2 separate regions of the Mus musculus genome follow, and region 2 is linked to region 1. The links are chromatin contacts, called in public Micro-C maps. All regions are on one chromosome and are shown on one strand. The core of a region is the stretch at or near the end of the contact, and the rest is flanking DNA. Distances in the headings are between cores, read along the strand shown.

What was found. Hi-C and Micro-C count contacts between places; a contact is called where the count stands out from the background.
Region 2: a Micro-C map of the G1E-ER4 cell line shows a contact between it and region 1. The contact joins two enhancer-like sites. A contact is called at or near these places in 3 of 484 Hi-C or Micro-C datasets (the G1E-ER4 cell line and erythroblasts).

The regions. Positions count from the first base shown.
Region 1 is chr1:87,635,906-87,640,743 of GRCm38.p6, reverse strand. The region is part of intron 2 of Inpp5d (inositol polyphosphate-5-phosphatase D); the gene reads right to left. Among named protein-coding and RNA genes, the nearest start is that of Inpp5d, 18 kb to the right of the region's middle. Within about 2 kb of position 3,078, at least 207 of the 459 cell types and tissues checked have an H3K27ac peak or open chromatin away from gene starts, as enhancers often do. A contact at or near this core is called in the G1E-ER4 cell line and erythroblasts, where this site is marked.
Region 2 is chr1:88,488,909-88,493,566 of GRCm38.p6, reverse strand. Gm28888 (a long non-coding RNA gene) reads right to left here. Exons shown (of 3, transcript XR_387232.2): 3 at 1-1,429. Among named protein-coding and RNA genes, the nearest start is that of Glrp1, 19 kb to the left of the region's middle. Within about 2 kb of position 1,711, at least 33 of the 459 cell types and tissues checked have an H3K27ac peak or open chromatin away from gene starts, as enhancers often do. A contact at or near this core is called in the G1E-ER4 cell line and erythroblasts, where this site is marked.

The DNA.
Region 1 (4,838 bases), core at 1,829-4,328:
GAGCCTGTTCTGCATTCTTCCTTGTACAACCTCAGGAAATGTGTGTTTGAGCCACATCCTTTGCCCAGAGGCTCAGACGGAATCTTTATTTCACTTGGTGACCACTTAGAACAATAACAGCTGCCACCCGCTTCCTGAACTTCATAACAACGGCTCAACCGTTCGCCCTCCCCGACGCTTGTGACCGGCCAGCTCTGAAAACGTGGTTTTGTTCCTTCTCCAGATGCCGAACTGCCCAGAGCAATGTGACAGACATCACCAGGGACCAGGAACTTGAGTCACGCGTCTGATCTACACAGATCACGACAGGCTCTGGCTAGTGGGGTTTCCTTCTGTCTGGAAGAGTAACCTTGGCGTCTGTGGGAAAGACCATCTCAAAGCCTCTCTTCTTCTGAACGTGCATGAAAACCCACAGTACCCCAGTTTTCACAGTCCTTATCCCCAACACTGCCGGCTCAGCAGAGACAGGAAGTTCACAGAGATATTTATGCGACAGAATCATGAGCTGGGCTTTTTTCTTCTTCATAGGAAGTGTCAGGCAGCAAGAGAAGCCCAGAGGCCCCTATTCGCTTCAGTGGTGGACCTGGCTAGAGGTATCATGTCTAAAGGCTGCTCAGAGCTCTTCAGCCTCCTCAGACACAACACAGTTGTCTGTTAAGACTTCTTGTCCTGCCTCAGACCCTCCCTGGCTTCCCAGGGAGCAAAGCTACTCCAAAAGGCAACAACTGGGTGAACAGCTCACTCTGAAGTCAGCGGCCCAAGATGGATGTCACTTCCCTGAGGGGAGAGTCACTTCCTTTGTAGATTCAGGAAGGACCCAGGATTCACACGAACACCGCCTCTAGGCATGGGAACCCGGGGCCCGATGGGCTAAGTAAGCATCCTGCCTGCCTGCCTCTGGCCTCACACAGTACCCAGAGGATGTCCGCATGGACTTTAAATCAGAACACTCTCTGGGTCTGAGAATCTGCGTTAAACCTGTCTCACAGTGTCTGTGGATCCTTGCTTCAGTGCCCGGAGCAGAGCCAGGGATAGACATCCTCCACAGACACCTTCCACAGCCCACAGCACACTTCCATCTTCATCCTCCATCACCTTTGCAGCTTCTCGCCCTGCATGCACCCACCTCTTTTCCTTTGTAGAAACCGTACCCATCACGTCCACAGCCTTCCTCTTTCTTGACTGTTCCTTCCTTCATTATCTTTCCCTCATCTCATTATTCCTTTTCTTTTATGTCTTTCAGTCCCCCCCCTTTATACTGTTCTCAGCATCTCTTTCCCTCCCATTTTCTTCCCATTCTTTTTTCACCTTGCAGACTGAAGAACATGTGGCTGTCTCCCTTCTTTTTTTTTTTTTTTTTTTAAATATTTATTTATTTATTATATGTAAGTGCACTGTAGCTGTCTTCAGACACTCCAGAAGAGGGCATCAGATTTCGTTACAGATGGTTGTGAGCCACCATGTGGTTGCTGGGATTTGAACTCAGGGCCTTTGGAAGAGCAGTCGGCACTCTTAACCGTTGAGCCATCTCACCAGCCCCCTGTCTCCCTTCTTACCAAGAACTGGACATGGATGTCTCCTTACTAAGAACAAGGGCAGTAAAGAGAACAATGGCCTCCATGGAGACCATCCCTGTCATTCGTGAACAGAATTGTGACCACAGCAGGGGAGATGTAACATTCTATCTTCCTGTTTGGTCTCTTCACAGTCCCTGAACAAAGCCATGTGGCTGCAAAATCCTGAATGCACAGGACACACAGCCAAGTGCTATTCATGATCAAATACCATCCAAATAGGCAAGGAAGGGCCCATCTCAGAGAGACCACTACCCTGCCTCCCCTCCGTGAAATGGTCTTGGGTCCCATACTGCCGAAGTGTTTCAGTACCCATTTATGCCTGGAAACATGTTCTGAGCCCTGAGAAAGAAGACTTAGCTTGGAAGCAGGGTTGTGAACGCTAGTGTCTACCGCGTTAAACAAGAGAATCCTGCTGCCACCCTTCCCACCTCTGATTTTGTAGGTCTATAAGTAATGAAGTCAGAGCTGAGTCCCTGAGTGGTGGGGGTCGTGCTTCCCTCCATCAGTGAGCCTTCTGGACCACGAGATACAGATTGTCCTTGGGAAAGATTGAAGGTGGAATGAATGTTTCAACAAGGACCTCCCATAAGAAGAGCTGGGACCATGAAGGCCCTTGGTGTGTCGCTGTGCAGTCTCAGCCTTGCTCCTGCTGCTGCTGACACTAAGCAGGTTTAGGTATAAGGACTGAGTTATACAGAAACTGTGGCTAAGCTCAGGAAAGAATGCAGGTTTTGCTTCAACATGAAAAGAGGAACTGGAGTTAAAATAAGCAGTGGCCAAATACCAACGCTTCCTGAAGAATGTTTCTGCCTTGCCTTCACTGGCTGTGAGCTTTGATTTGTTCCTTATATTGTTTGTTTTAGCATGTCTGGTGTGTGTTCTGTACATGTGCATGCATGTGTGTGTGCATGAGCGTGTGCACATGCATGTGTGCCGATCTCTAACTCACTATGTACCTGAAGACTTTCCATCCTCTTAACTCTATACCTCTATCCCCAAGTGCTAAGATTACAGGGATGTGCTACTATGCCAGGTGTTACACAGTACTAGGGAACTGAACCATGTCTGCACATGCTAGATAGGCTCTCTACCAATTGAGCTTATCTACATCTCCAGCACTTGTAAATGTGTGGGGATTTTGTTGTTGTTGTTTTGTTTGCTTGTTTGTTTTTTATAGGACAAGACATCCTTATAGGTGGGGACTTTCAAACCATTTAGGCCCATGGCTTCCTGTCCCTTGGCTGGTATAGATGACCAAGAAGGTCATAGGTCAAGTGCAAGACTGAAACCAATTGTGTCCAGCAAGGCCATATCTCTTCTATAAAAACTGCCTGCTCACTGCCCTGGCTGAGGTAGCCACAGGAGGCTATGATCTGTCCTCATCTGTCAGTGGTGGGCAGGTACCTGCTTCCTAACAGCCAAGCAGCAAAGAGCTCAGTAGCTGGTGAGTGGTTCAGGCAGAGAGAGCTGTTGGTGGCTGAGCCAATCAGGTTCCCTCTGGGATCTGAGAAGAGCAGTGCTGTCAGCAGGGGAGGAGCAACCCACAGAGAAGAGCTGACTCACTGAGGTAGAACCCAGCCAGGGCCCCAGAGCCTCTGGTCCCAAGGCCTGGGCTTCTCTAGTGTCCTTCAGGCCACCAAAGGCACTAAACCTTTGCAAAAAAAAAAAAAAAAAAATCAGCCAGAGGGACTCCCAAAGCACACTGAAGCTCCTAGTCCCACTGAAGGTCTGTGGTCATTTCTGGGGTCACAGGAAGCCACGGAAGCAAGAGTGAAGAGAACGTGGGTACAGACTCCAGACAGGCAGAGTTATGGGTTCACAAGCTGTGGGCACAAACCCTCAACAAGAAGCCGCAGAGTCACCTCTTTTCCAGTCATACTTAAAGTCTTCATCACTTTGAAGGAACAGAAGAAACCACAAAAGGGGAGAAAGATCAAAGATGCCGACTAACTTTTAACTTAAGAGAGTTGACTCCTAGCAGGAAGCCACTTGCCAAGGACACCAAGCCACCAGGCAAAGTTCACACAGTCCTAGGCTTAGAAAAAAAAAAAAAAAAAAAAAAAGTAGAGACCACGGCTGCATGCCTAAGCCACCTCCCCTGAGCCATGTCTCCAGAAGCTGGTGGCGTCCACATCTCAGAAAGTATTCAGGCAACGAACACCTGCCAAGCTTAAAAAAGGGCGCTTGCTTGCGGGTACTCAGATTTGTTCTGTTGCTTCCCACCAATGACTGGGCTGGGAAAGGGACTCCCTGACCCCTAGACCACACCTTCCATCCGCCCTGCCTCCCATCCGCCCCGCCTTCCATCCTGGTGTTCATGCGCACACGAGAAAAAGTATGAACTGTGCTCAGCCTGACCACCATGCTATGCAGTACAGCCGTTACTCCAGCCCACAGTGGTTCACGCTGGCCTCTCCCATGAAGCTCAGTATGAGCAGACCCTTCCCCTAGACGGAAGCTTTGCCACACCCTGGATGGAACTGGCCCCCTTCGAGTCCCACCGTCTGGAGGAAGTGACTGTTGGAAGTACTGATGTGGTTTCTTTTGAATTCCATCATGAGCTGCCCTCCGAGGCTTTGCCTCTGTTCATAACTTCTCTCTCGCTTCCATGTTTCTGGGGCCTTTTGCCTAAGGACTGCCTTTCAACAAGGCAGCTCTGAGTCTACCCCTTTGATCGAAACAATTCATCATTCCTGTCACATTCCGGAAGCCACCAACATGCCTCACATCTCCCTTCCCACCCCTTTCTTTTCAGCAAAATCCTGAAGACTTTGCTCCTTGTTGTTCTGGTGACCCAGTCCCTAGATGCTTGTCTTTCCTTACTGCACTGCTCACACAGATGTCCCATCTGCTGTTGTGACTCTTACTATGGTCGCTGTGAGCTTAATGACACACAGCCCTCTCCTCTACTGAGGACATGGGGGCTGTCACCTCCTTTCTGCACGCCCCCATGCTTCCCCAATGAAGTCAGGCAAAAACTAGCTTCTCTGGCTTCCACATCACTCAGCTGCCACACTCTGTGGTCAGACAAGTCCCTGTGTTTGTCACACAAACACTGCAAGGGTGGTCTTCCCCGGCTTTGATTGGCACTGATGATTTTTTGTTTGTTTGTCTGTTTGTTTGTTTGTTTGTTTGTTTCCCTTTTAAAATCCAGCTGTGGCTGGTGAGATGCCTCAGTGGGTAAAGGCAGTAACCACCCAAGCCTTAGGATTTGAGTTCAATCCCCAGAACCCACATGGCAGAAAGAGAGAACCAACTCCT
Region 2 (4,658 bases), core at 462-2,961, 850 kb before region 1:
GGCAAAATATGTTCAAAATGATTGAAGCCAAAAGTCAACGGAAGAAGACTATGTCATCAGACAGCTGACATGAGGTGAGGAATGCCACCATGCCCTGCTCATCTTCCTTGACACAGCTCAGTTGCACGCCTGGGGTTTGACTTTTTTTTTCCCTCCAAAAGTGAGCTATAATTCTTCACTTGAAAAAAAAAACCTGCACTTATCGTCTCTGCTTGCAAAGTTTATGGGGTGATGAATTTGAGGTATGGGCCCATTATAAGGCTGAAAATTAGCTAGCACTGTCTTCAGAATTTAGAGAATGCTCTACAATATAGCAGAGGCGGGGGAGATAACTCTAAGAAGAAAATAGGCTGAATTTATAAACCCTTCTCCTTATTCAATCAAAGGCACAATAGTTTAAGATGACATGTGATGTGCAGTTTTCTTGATTACAAAATAATACAACAAACCAAAGGGACTTTAGAAAATATATAAAAGCATCAAAGTAAAAATATCCTCCAAAAATAGTGCATATAATTCTCTCCAGAACCATAAGTGTGAGGGTATTCACTCTTGCTGTTATAACTTGATTCCATTCAGTTATTTTCATATAAAAGAGGGGTCATTTCCCACCCCTAGCCCTACCCCCAAACCCTGCTAACTCTAGGTACTCTGTAATTTCAAATCAATGGGAATAGAAGAACTGGATTGATATGCAATATTGGAGCAATTTACCAGCTGCTAGAGAAAAAAAATTAACGTTAGAGCTGGTTTTCCCCTATTCCAAGATGAATTCCAAAGGGGGAAAAGAGCACTAAATAATGAAGTTTCCATGAGAAAGCTACGTGGAAACCTATGGTCCTCCAGACTGAGAAGAAAAATCAGTTCAAAGGGACAGTGGGACCCAGGCAACATGATAGGAGGCAGTGGAAATGCTCAGGGTTAAAGGTTCAAGTGGAGATGGGGCTAGGGTGGGGCAAGGAGATGGATGGTAGGAGCGGGTTAGCCAGAACTAAGCATACTTGGAGAAGCCTGATGAAATGCTGTTGTTGAAGACAGTACTCATTTTGGATGTGAGGCTTCAAGAAATCATCCTCAAGAGCCTGGCTAGCTTGCATTGTGCTGTACGGGCTTCTGGGGAAGAAAAGGCATCACTGGTCTTAGCCAGTGCTGGACATTGCTGGCAGGGAAACCACATACTCTTGGAGTAGGAAGAATGCAAGAGCAGGTGGATAGAAAGGAGGGTTAGGAAATACTGGCTTGTAGACATGACACTGATGTTGCATGCACCAGCTCACAGCAAAAGTGGCTCCCCACGAAAGACCCGCATGAGGCCAAGACCATCAAAATCCAGCATGAAGGAAGGCGTGCCCCGGGGCCCCATCCTTATCAGAGGCTTCCATGGCAGTCCATCGCTGCTGAGGGAGGAGTTACTCTGTTCTCTTCTTATCTGTAATACACAAACATGAGTTAAAATGAGAGCTAAGCTGCAAAGGACAACAAAGAGAGCCTTCTCTAGATATGCTTTTGCGTTCCTGCAGTTAGTTAACTGGCGTGCTGCTTTTGCAGAGCTGTGTGATTTTATGGACTTTATGGGTAGTTTTATAAGCACCAGGTGAAAGGGCAAATAAAACAACTGGCTGGCAACTCAGCTAAGAAGTCAGAGTATGCGTGGAGGCGCGAAGCCCTCCCGTTTTCAGCTTCTCTGCTGTGCGTAGCTTGCATAATCTTTGGGCCGTTTACCTCACCTCCCGAAGCCTCAGTTTATTGACCACAAAGAGAGATTAAATGCCCACCATCCCAGGATGTACAATAAATATTCTAGGGAGGCCTGTTGCAGACCAGAGCAGGACTGCCTGGCAAAGACTGTTCCAGACGCTCTCGTTGGTAATTTAATAATGAGTTCAAGAAGCTGTTGCTAAGAGCCGTGAGGGAAAGGACAATGAGTTCTGCTGGACTGGAACAGGAGGATCAATACATTGATCACCGACATGCTGGCTACTTTCCTGAACAGCACAGCCTTCATCTTCCTCCCTGCCCAGAAGGAAATTATCTTTGTCTCAGAAAGGATTTTTTTTAAGATTTCTTTTTATTACATTTAAGTGTGTGTGTGTGTGTGTGTGTGTGTGTGTGTGTGTGTGTGTGTGTGTGTAGTAGTAGTAGTAGTAGTAGTAGTAGTAGTAGTAGTAGTAGAATTACAGATGGTTGTAAGCCATCAGACATGAGTACAGAGAATAGAACTCACATCCTCTGCAAAAAGCACTCTGCATTCTTAATCACTGGGTCATCTCTCCAGCCCTGAGAAATGATTTTTGAGAGGGCAAATGGATAATTTGAAACCTGAAGTTTACAAAATTCGGTCTTCAAAGGTTACAACCACTGGATCTTTCAATTGTCAACACAAAAACACAGCTCTCACGCTAAAGAATGTAAGCAATAGTTTATCCTGGAGCCAAATATGGCCGACTGTGGCTTAGGAATCCAGATTCAGTTTGCGCCAAATACTGTGTTCCAATATGGTCATGGTTTCATGTAGTTTCTATAATAGCAGAACAAGAAAAATTAGAAATCAAGATGAATTTTCAAATAGTGTATGGAGTATCAAGCAGGCAGGTCCAGTTCTTGCTACTATATAAATAACATTTTTAGCCTTTGGGATGGTGGAAGTATGCTCTATAGACACCAAAGGATTTACCTAATAGTCACGAAGATGCTAGGTCAAAAACAGAGGTGAACTAAGATAGTTCAAGAATTATTAAATCTGGACCTAAAACGTTGCAACTCTTCACAGAAGAGTTGTACTTGGTTAACCAGGCTTGTAGAATCTTTTAAACATAGATACAGCTCCCCCAACCCCAACCCCCTGTGGACTTCGCTGAATGTAGCCATGGGAGAGTCTGGTCGGAAAGGGAGCAACTCGAACATTGAGCAGGATAGTCATCGCCCTTCTGATTCCAGGCAGAGGAGAGACTAGAGGACTCCGCTAGAAGGGCTTGTGCTCAGAAAAGGAGCCACAGTCGGTCACACTTCTTACTGGGCACGGTCAGAACTCTCTTCCCATCTGCCTGTAGGGCAAAAGATCTGCACCCACTTCCAAAGGAAAAAACCTACCAAAACCCACCAATCCCTGAGCACGAAATTCCACCAATCCCTGAGCTCACCCCAAGATCAGGCTACATAACCTCTCCAATCCCAGGCTACGCTGGAAAGCTCCACCCCCTCCCCTAAAAAAACACTCTACAAAGCTTGCCTTCTGCTCGCCCAAGCAGAGGCGGCTACTCTCTTGTGCCTCGCCCGCCAGATCTCATGTGTGAGGTTTATTGTGCAGTGTGGCTTTGTGGTATTCCTCCGCTCCCAACTGCCAGGATATATTTCTCAGTAGAGCTCTTAACACTCCAGTCACGGGGGAAACCTTCCTCCTCGAAACTCCAACATCTCCATTGGGGAAGCTATTCCCTTCGGAGCTGTAACACTTTTTACAGGGGAAGCCTTTCCCTTCAGAATTGTAACACTTACACAACTCATAAGAGTTTTTCTGCTCAAGAATGCTGCGGCCACGTCATAGCTGCTGCGGAGTCTCTGGTTAGTAACTGGCGGTGGCATCACCAACAGTCTTAAGACACTCCTTCCTGTTCCCAGAGGTGTTGGTCATCTACCCCAGTGGTCAGTTCCAAGACACTTTCCACAAGAGACAATAACTCCTCGTCCCAGGCCATCCCCACCCTTTGTCTCTTGCGACTGGAGTGTGGTACACAAGGGTTTCAGAAATCCCTCAAATTGTCTTCCCAGGAGGCAAAGGCTACACACATGTCGCTCGGCATGTTGCAGCCCTGCTGGCTGATTTTCTCTGCCTGACATTTTGCAGAATTTCCCATGTCCCTGACATGCCATTAAACTGTACCATTTCGTGTATCTGATACTCTTCTGAATCTGCTTTCTTGATTCAAAACTGGGGCAGAAGGAACATACTAGGTGCTGTGTTCTGCAGATCACTTGAACTGAAACTTCAGTGCCTGGTGAAAGGGGTTTGCTCGGACTGATCCAAACAATGTGTTGCTTCTAAGGTAGGGAACTTTGAGTGTCAAGAAATGCTAGGCTGTCGATTCCTGCATCCAGGGATGTTAAAAGAAGCCAAGGACCAACCCAGCCCAGTGCCTTGTAACAAGTGCCCTTCTCACTGCTCCCAACTGTCACATCTTGTAGAGTACAGAGGTAGGAAGGCTGTGTTTTCAGAGTTATGGGCTCTCACTGACTGTTTCAAGTGGGTGCCTGATTTTGCCCAGAAACTCATTTCGCGGGAGCTTAGCTTTCCATTCAGAGCCAATGACAGGAAACAGTGATGTCCCTCCCACCTTCTTATGAACACTAAAAATAGTTCAGGGTGGAGGGCAGCAGATAATGAAGTCCCAACTGTCTGCCAGGAGGTCCCTTAAGCCCACTGCTTCCCGAAAGGAAAATCTCCTTCACCTATTGTGAGCAGCACATTGCAGATCCAGGATGCAAAGGTGGAAATGATAAACCGAGGGGCTCCACAGATGCTATTTTTAAGTCAGTGTGTGACCTCACCAGGAAAATACAGAATTCATTAGGAAAGGGATGTCACAGTAGCTACAGTGGACCATCAACATCAGCAGTCAGTAGCCCTTCCTATCCCACAATGCCTCGTGACTCCAAGCAGG